Linked DNA regions of Drosophila melanogaster: regions 2 and 3 are each linked to region 1. A link is a contact called in public HiChIP or PLAC-seq data. All regions are on one chromosome and are shown on one strand. The core of a region is the stretch at or near the end of the contact, and the rest is flanking DNA. Distances in the headings are between cores, read along the strand shown.

Region 1 (2,835 bases), core at 138-2,637:
AAAATCCTATTTAATTTATTATACAATATTTACATGTTACTAAAATAGACCAAGTAATAATATATGCTATATTTTAGAATATCCTCATCCTTGATTAAGTGCTTTGAGAAATAAATGAAACCTTCTCGAAAAGGGTATGTGATTTTCCCTCTGGCATCGGCGGAAACTTTTGCCTTCAGGGTGCCGCTGGCGTCGATCGGCAATCGCTGGATGAAAACCCGACGTGACCCGCTTTCTGGGCCTGCGGCTCAAAGGGCTTCAGCCCTGACAGTAGCACCCACTTTGGTGACTTGGACTCAGATTGGGTTTCAAATTTTTGGCATCTCCGGCTACGACAATTTGGCAATCATTTGCATATCGATGTAGCGATCGGTGCAGCTTTTGCCGGGGAACGTGTTGGCATTTTGCAGAGGCTACATCTGCCACAAAAGCTTCCAACTCAATTAGAAGCCTTAGCGTCGTTTTCATGTTGTTTACCCACAGTTGGGATGCGGCGCATACTGAAAACGAAACTGAAATGCGAGTTCAATGTTTTGATTTTGAAATGGGCTCTGAAAATCCTTGAAAAGTGTCATCGGCCGGCCACAGCAGATTAATTTACAAAATAGTCGAAATTCTTCCGCAATAAAATGTGAAGAAAAACAAAAGCCTGCGGTATGGAGATGATCTATTTATGAGGCGAAATCCACTGCCCGAGACGTGTCTCCTTGCGGCAAAGAGTCAACGCACTTCGCAGCTCATGAATTTTACTACAATTGCCGCTTTACGCACTTTTATCTGAATATCTGTTGCCTGAAATTCTGTTTTCCTCCTTTTCTTTGTGCATTTTAATCTAATTTATTATTGCCGGCGAGGCGGAATTTTTCTTTGCGTAAGTTTTGGACCGATTTTAATGCTCAAGGGGAAAATGCTTGACGTGTTAAGTCTGAAAACTTGTGGTTTCTAATATGTAATGGAATATAAAACATTATTTTTTTTAGCTTATCTCCCACTTAAATGATACATTGTTGAACCCTCGTATCATATATAAATTTATATATTTTCATTAAATTGCTGTCAAATAATTTAAGTTGAACCCCTATGTGACTAAAATAGAAACCATTTTAGTTTAAATAAATTTCTTTGAAAATCTAATTAATACAAAAATCTACTTCTCTTTTGCGACATCTGGCGCTCAGAAAGTATACTAAACAGCACTGTGGCTTGAACTGCTTGCATGGTGGAGGTATTCGCTAGGAGCTGGCAGTACTAAAAGCAGAGAACACAACCGGAAGCGTTATTCCACAAAATGTGGCCTTTTAAATTATATGTGAAAATACGATAAGTACCTTAAAATACCGAAGGCGCGCAGTTTTCAGTATAACAGCTGGCCGAGTAACTGGCCACACCATTCCAATTAGAAAGAAACCTATTTAAGCAAAACGCATCGATCTCTCCGTAATTTTTTGTCCGCTGAGTAATCGGAAATCGGCAACGGAATAATGGGCAATTTCGACGGCGATTCTGGAACGGTTTTCGAGCAGAGCTATGCGACGACCAACGGAAACGGAAAGGTGCCGAATGGCAATGGGGCGGCAGATCTCAGTGCCCCGGAAAAACAGGAACTTCTCCGGAAGTTCTCGGCACCCGCGTACACTGAAATTCGCACGCGACGCTGCCAGCCGAAGCCCGCAAACGACGCCCAGGTGAGCCAGGCATTTTCGCTCAGTGTGCGGGGTGAAACGCGAGTTAAACACTTGGACGAAACGAAAATAACGAGCTAAAAGGCCATAAAAATTGGCCAAAAATGTGGTTCCATAGCTGGTTCCATTCACCCTCTCGCTCGCTCTTCCAGCCGGCGAATTATTGATTTTGTGTGAGAGCGAGGGAGCGCGCATAAGAGAGAGGGAGAGAGAGTGAGAGTGAAGGCGTGCGTCAGCTGGAGAATTTCGGCCCAATTTTTGCTGCCCTTTTTGGCGATTTTCCTCCGCTTTTCCCGCTTCTGGGTCATCGGGCAGCCACAGCTGTTTTCCCTCCACTGCAGTGTTTTCCTCGCGTGTTTTCCTTTTCGCCGCGAGTGCTGACCATTTGGCGTATTTTGGCTACTTCCGGATGATAGAAACTATTAGAACTCTGCGGAAATATCCTATCATCATATACGATCAGAGAGTTATTTCATAAATTGTGATCATGAAAGGCAATTTGTAGTGTTGGAAATTAAAGTATTGGGCAATATTATTTCACTTTCATTATTATAATTTTAAGTAGTCTATACATTCCTCTGAGATAGCTATCTTACAATTGACTAAGCCCTAAGATAAGAACATCAGCATGTTAAAGTAACTTAGATTTCAGAAATTTCATAATACCTATTTTAGATGTGCGTTAAACTGTTTGGTACGCTAGTCCATTTTACCACATGCACTCTCTAATCTAGCCATTGTCTCTTCTTCGGCACTCCTGCACTCATTCGAAATTTTCCTAGTGACTGGAGTACGACCCCAAAGCAAACACACACATAAGTACGTAGTTTGGGTGCACAATGTGTGTGGGGAGAGCGGCACAATGCTGGTCTGGTCATAATATTGTCATGCCACGCCATGCCCGGCTCGCCTTATCAGGCCCATTCCACCAGTCTTTTACGTAAAGCCTCGCAGAATGCGATTCGCTGGTGAATCACAATGCTCCGCAATCTCCGAAGGCAGCGGTTTTGGGTGGGCGTTGATTTGTCGGTGATAAGAGTTTTGTTTTAAAATTCATGGACTCTCCCTGCGTCTGGGCTGCCAAAGAATAACTGTTGGCGGGTATACTTAACCGATTATCATATTTTTTATTATTCATAACTTTTTAAAAAGA
Region 2 (2,835 bases), core at 177-2,676, 790 kb after region 1:
ATAGCAAAAGCAGCTGTAACAAATTAAACCAAATATTTTAGGAAAAAGCAAAATGGTGAAAATAAAAACATACAAAATTATTTCAAAAGATCGCTTAAAGTCATTTATGTATCATACATATGTATCAAAGGTACAAATATTTGAGAAACTAAAAATACACCTCCATAATAGTATAGAAAAACCAAAAATGTATTTTTAATATTGTGGCTTCTACTGAACTCTACACTTCTAAAGTTAAAGCAAATAAAAAATCATCGTTTCTAACAGCTGTACCCTTGACTCATGTTTGTGCCATCACTGTTGCCCGTCTGCCGACACTGCTGACAAATTGACAAAACAGCCGTTTTACAATATGGACGCCGAAAGGCAGAGCGTAAAAACAGCAACAACACAAACGCTGGACGAGAGCGGCGGAAAAAAAGAGAGGATGTTGAGAAGGGGGCACAGACACGAACGACGAGACAAAAAAGGAGCACATTTATTCCAGCAACAAGAAAACGGCATGGAAATGGAATGGAATGCGACACACGCTAGCTTGCATGTGTGTGAGTGAGAGATGGGTCTTAATGGTGGTGGTGTTTTTGTGCCGTATTTGTTTTGTCGGCAAAACGGCGGCAAAAAGCAAACGAGAGAATTAGAGAGAGCGCGAGTGATACGGTGACGGAGAAAAGGGAGAGCACTAGCAAAGTAGTAAAAATAATCAATAATTTGCGTGATAAAAATGCAAGCCAAGCTGTTGACTCGCCTTGTTTTTATTTGAAACAAAAGAGATTTCGATTAAGATGCAAACTTACTGCAATTCCTCATCCAATTCCTCGGCGCTGTTGTATTCGGCGTGCTCTAGAATAACTTCCTCCGTTTTGATGGCAACCGGTACGGCGGACATGTTTAATCGTGTTTGTGTATTTGCTTACTATCGTGGCCAAAATGTCTGTGCCACGTGGTTTTTGTTGTTGCGCTGCTACTGCTGCTGCTTGACGGCTACATAAACATTTGCAATTTATTTATAGCCTGTTAACTTTATTGTATTTCGAACATACACATGCGTCAGCTGGTCTCAGCTGCTTTTTGTATTTAGCGGCAAATTGTTTGCCCGTCTCACTCACACTCGCACACACTAGCACTGCACACACAAGAGAGAGAGAGAGAGATGGGGATGGAGAGCGACTCTTAGCGCGTCCAAAAGTTCTTCAATTCACTATTCTGCACTCTATGACTTTTGCGCTCTTAGTGAGCATGAGATTTGCGTATTCAAATTCGCAGATGTTTTTTGTTTTAATTTGCCACCGCACTGGCACCAACACACGCGCGCTAATAGATTTCTGTAGACGGCGAATTGGCTGCACTGTACGATTTTTCCGATCGGAAGATGCGATATCCGTCCGGTCCGCTACGTGCGTTCAATTCGGCGATAAACAGCAGAGTGACCACGGCTGCCAAGGAAAAAATCGCACATAGGGAAATACATTGATGGCACTATCGATTACATTGATGCCACTGCGATATTTCGTATTTTTGCGCTTCACAACACTGAATTTTCGTTTGCTAAGGCGCCACCTATCTGCTTAATGTTTATATCCACCAATACGCCATCTGAATGGGTAAATTTGCAAAAATTGAAGACCGCGTTGTCCCAAAAAATTTCATAACTTTATTAATTTTAAACTAAAACTGAACTCCAAATATTTAAGTATTACAATATTTAAACATCGAAATAAGCGCAATTTCTACATTTTCTTTGTGAATATTGTGAATTATGTTTTCGCCGCTATTAGCCAACCGGTATTATGAATTTTCTTTCCGCAGCGAAAATTCGCCCAGTATTATGAATTCGCTTTTCGCCGTTAATATTCGCTGTGTTTCTGTGAGTTCGCTTTTCGCCGCTTGAATTCGCTGTTCGTTAAGATTGGTTTCGAATCCTTTTAGCAAAGACTCAACCCAAAACTGTGCAAACAGAGTGGCCAGCCAGCGAAAAAAAATTAAAAAGATTAGGTCGCAAAAAAAACCCTATCGCCTAAAACCATTTTCATAATATTTACCGTCGCACTGCATTAAATTATTTCATCGAATCTCCAGTTAATCGGCATTTTGAAGCACAAGAAGCACTTCTCGAATCAACCGAAAGCCGGAGAATGTAAAGATGTTAAATTACATCAAGAGGCACGCCAGTGAGTTAAAGAAATTAAAGAAATTTCGCTGCTGTTTTCACCCAACTCCCCTTCCCCGTTTCTTCTTCACCCCTCTTCCTCTTCTGTTGACACCAATTATATTTGGTTTTTTGTTGATTTTTATTTAGGCCGACGTCGCAGCAGCCAAGATGCCACGGATGCCATTTGTGGCCAAATGCCAGCGTATGATGTGGACACCAACGACGTTGCTGGAGCTGGTGATGCAGCCAACGCTCACAAACGACACTCGCTGCGCTCCACAACCAGTTTCTGCGACGAAGTGTTCCTAGAAGCGGAGGAGGAGGGCGGCGTGGGAACCACAGGAGGAGGAGGAGGAGGAGGAGGTGGTGGTGGTGGTGGAGGAGCCCCCTCCGATGGCATCAGTCTCGCCAGCAACGATGGTAATTACCTCATTGCCCATTGTTCAATTGCTCATCACGTTGGCACCTTTGAAACTGAAATGATTGGCAAATCGCAGCGTTATTCTCGACTTTCCATGATAAAACGTAGATAACACTGTTAATGCTTATAAGGAGCGATTCCACGTATCGAAAATCCTTAAAAGTGTGTCTACATAATAGTTGTAATTGTTGTAATCTTGAAACTCATTCACATATGGCAATTGGCATTTATGCTTTACTATATAACTATACCTTTTGCTTTCTTC
Region 3 (2,835 bases), core at 122-2,621, 750 kb after region 1:
TGGTGCATTACAATCGAAATCATTCAAGGGTTAGGGCTCACGTTGTACATAATATACATATATTGTACAATTTTGAAACAGGTGCCATAAGCATACAAAAATAATTTCAACATTTTTAGGATTTACCAACTTTTGCAATACTTAATTAGCAACCAAAATAGCCAATTTAGAATAAATAAAAGAAAACCGCCTTTATCAACTGAAATTTATCTGCGAGAACCAGAAAACATACGCAAGGAAAATCGTTGAAGTGGATTTTAAATGTATTGGTCGCCTGCTGTCTGAAAAAAAAAATATTAAAAATATTCCCTAAAAGTGATCCAAGATAATGACTGCTCATTTCCACGACCGTTTACATTATTTATATTCCGTTGATGATCATGAAAAGCATATGTATAAAATGAGTTCACAAATATAAAGACCGAAACAGAACAATGATTGTATAATATGTATTTCGCATATATACGTGTATATCCACACAAACGCGATAACTCTTTAAGCAAATATTCCATTTTCTATGGCCCCAGTGCGACCTGTGTTTATTTTTGCACTTTTGCCTAAAGTAGGCGAATATTTCTCTCGAAAATTGGCCAATTCCTTATGTTAAAGGCATTTCGATTATGGTATGTATTGGAGAATCCATTGTGGAATAGCTAGTGATATTGAAACGCGTGAAACTAATTAAGAAGCGGGCGCAAAAAAATAAAAACAAAACATATAAAAGGAACACTTTGTTGATAGAACTGAAAACTTTCACTTCTTCTCGGAATGCACCTAGTATATACCAGTACATTCTAGATTTGTCAGTGTGTGTGTGTGTTTACCTCATGACACGTTAAGCAACAACACTTTTTGTTGATGCTATATTTCCCAGTCGGTTTTTACTTGTGACTTATGCAATGTATTTTTTGTTTTGCGTCTTGGCGAAATTGAAAAATCACACAGGCAAATATATATGTAAATATCTATATATACATAGGTATTTCGCTATGCATTTAAGCAAATACAGTGATTAGTTGCTGATTACGACGGGGCGGCTTGTAACCCGTTGATATGGACTCCCGATTAGATATCGACAGGTGTTTGCCGGAAGACACTAATCGATTTTATCCGCGGATCGTAAAGCTTTCTCTCCTATCAGTTAATTCGAATATACTGAGGATTGGTCCTCCACATTCAGATTTGCCAGCGGATAAATTGTATTTACCTATCGTTAATCGCCCGTTATACGGCGAGATAGTATCTCGATTAAATATCGACAAGTGTCGATTCTGAGACGTTGATCGATTACGATTACCACAATAAGTAGACGCGTATTGCTGCGTGATGAGCACTCTCTCATGTTTTGCTATCGACTGGCGATTGTCAACTCTTCGCCGCCCATTTTACGCCACGGAAACGGCCGCTCCGTCCGGCAGTAAGTCTCCATTGCCGGGGAGAACGAAGAGAGAGTCGTGACGCACATCTCTCCAATCGCTCACGCAGAGAGCGAAAAAAAATTATCTACAGTCTGGTGCATATTTAAAGCGCTTTAAAAAGTCTGTTGTGCAAAAACAATAGAGGCAGGAAAAATAGAAACAATTTGCTTGGTTAGTTTTACTTTTCTACTGTTGAACATAATTAGCAGAGTTCAATGGACCATGAAAGGGCGAATTTTGTGCTTACTAAAAATGTTTAAATTTTAAAGCATTTTATTCGTTCTGGTATAGTAGTGACAATATAAGTAGTTCTGATTTAAAATCACGAGGGTATTTATTTTAAAATGTTAAATTGTTTAATTTTAGAAACTAGACAACAAGTTAGTTTGTATTCTGTTCTTTTTAAATATAGATCTTAAAATATTTTTTTCGACTTCGTCTCTGAAATAAGTTTCGAAAATAAACTCTACTAAAATTTTGAATATACCTGTATTTTCGAAGAAACGCAAATCATATTGACATTACCTAACAAACACTTATATTTATGACCAATACAAATTATTTCGCGTTAATGGCTTGGTATTTTAAAGTGCCAAAATGCTTATAGACATATAATCCGTAGGATATTCAAATAACTGTGTGGAAACGCTTTTTAAATCGGGGAATAAATAAATGATTGATAAGATCTTTAGCATATAAAGGTTTTTTTCCCCATCTAGCTACCTGACTTGGAAAGTGTTCAAATACAGCGAAGGAAAGTTTTGCAGTCAGATTATAACTTTTACGGGATGCCAAGGTCAGTCGTTATTTAAGGGCAATAAACAAAGCTAAATGCGGTTTATATTATGCACAGTTAATGAAGGCTACGGCGCACACAAACGTGTAACTTAATATGAAATTAGTCTTACATTTAAACCAGTTGATTATAATCGAGATGTAGGCAAATGGCATGACGACACTAATACCAAATTGCGGCTATATTGTTACTCGCTATATACAAACATACATGCATACATATGTACACATTTGTTCCACTTGAATGCTCCTCGCTACATACACAGATTTTCAAATACATTTTCCAATCAGTTAATACATCATAATGTCTTTAAACGACGAGTTTAATGAAATCAAACTTTTGATTCAAATCAACATAAAGATATTCGTGCAATTAGACAAAACTTCTTAACAGACTATTGTATCTTTGACAAAAAATACTTTTTGTTCTCTCCGAGGTAGCAGATGGTTTTGTCTGTGCGGAAAGTTGATTGGACTTTCCCGAAACAGGAGCAGACGACTTAGACCGAGGGCCAGACAAGAAGGAAACAAAGAACAAGGAACCGATGAAATCTGGAGGTAAGAAAGCAAACACAACTGAATGCCGGTGTGTCTGAGTTTGGATTCGGGGTTCAAAGTACTT

The links. HiChIP or PLAC-seq counts read pairs in DNA pulled down with a chosen protein or histone mark.
Region 2: a CP190 HiChIP or PLAC-seq map of the Kc167 cell line shows a contact between it and region 1, with 10 times the contacts expected there. The contact joins the promoter of crp here to the promoter of lace in region 1. A contact is called at or near these places in 4 of 107 Hi-C or Micro-C datasets (the Kc167 cell line and the S2 cell line) and 2 of 6 datasets of contacts at active chromatin or transcription factors (both in the Kc167 cell line).
Region 3: an H3K27ac HiChIP or PLAC-seq map of the Kc167 cell line shows a contact between it and region 1, with 4 times the contacts expected there. The contact joins the promoter of CG46309 here to the promoter of lace in region 1. A contact is called at or near these places in 4 of 107 Hi-C or Micro-C datasets (the Kc167 cell line, the ML-DmBG3-c2 cell line, the OSC cell line and 1 more) and 2 of 6 datasets of contacts at active chromatin or transcription factors (both in the Kc167 cell line).

The regions. Positions count from the first base shown.
Region 1 is chr2L:15,497,740-15,500,574 of dm6, forward strand. lace (lace,) reads left to right here and starts at 1,388. Exons shown (of 4, transcript NM_057266.5): 1 at 1,388-1,685. The coding sequence starts at 1,482.
Region 2 is chr2L:16,286,304-16,289,138 of dm6, forward strand. It overlaps crp (cropped), which reads right to left and starts at 1,427. Exons shown (of 3, transcript NM_001299047.1): 1 at 795-1,427. The coding sequence starts at 886. It overlaps pkaap, which reads left to right and starts at 1,987. Exons shown (of 4, transcript NM_135939.3): 1 at 1,987-2,168; 2 at 2,297-2,569. The coding sequence starts at 2,141.
Region 3 is chr2L:16,250,417-16,253,251 of dm6, forward strand. CG46309 reads right to left here and starts at 1,372. Exons shown (of 6, transcript NM_001347787.1): 1 at 1,208-1,372. The coding sequence starts at 1,342. The coding sequence ends at 1,214. All of the region lies in intron 1 of PRL-1 (PRL-1 phosphatase), which reads right to left.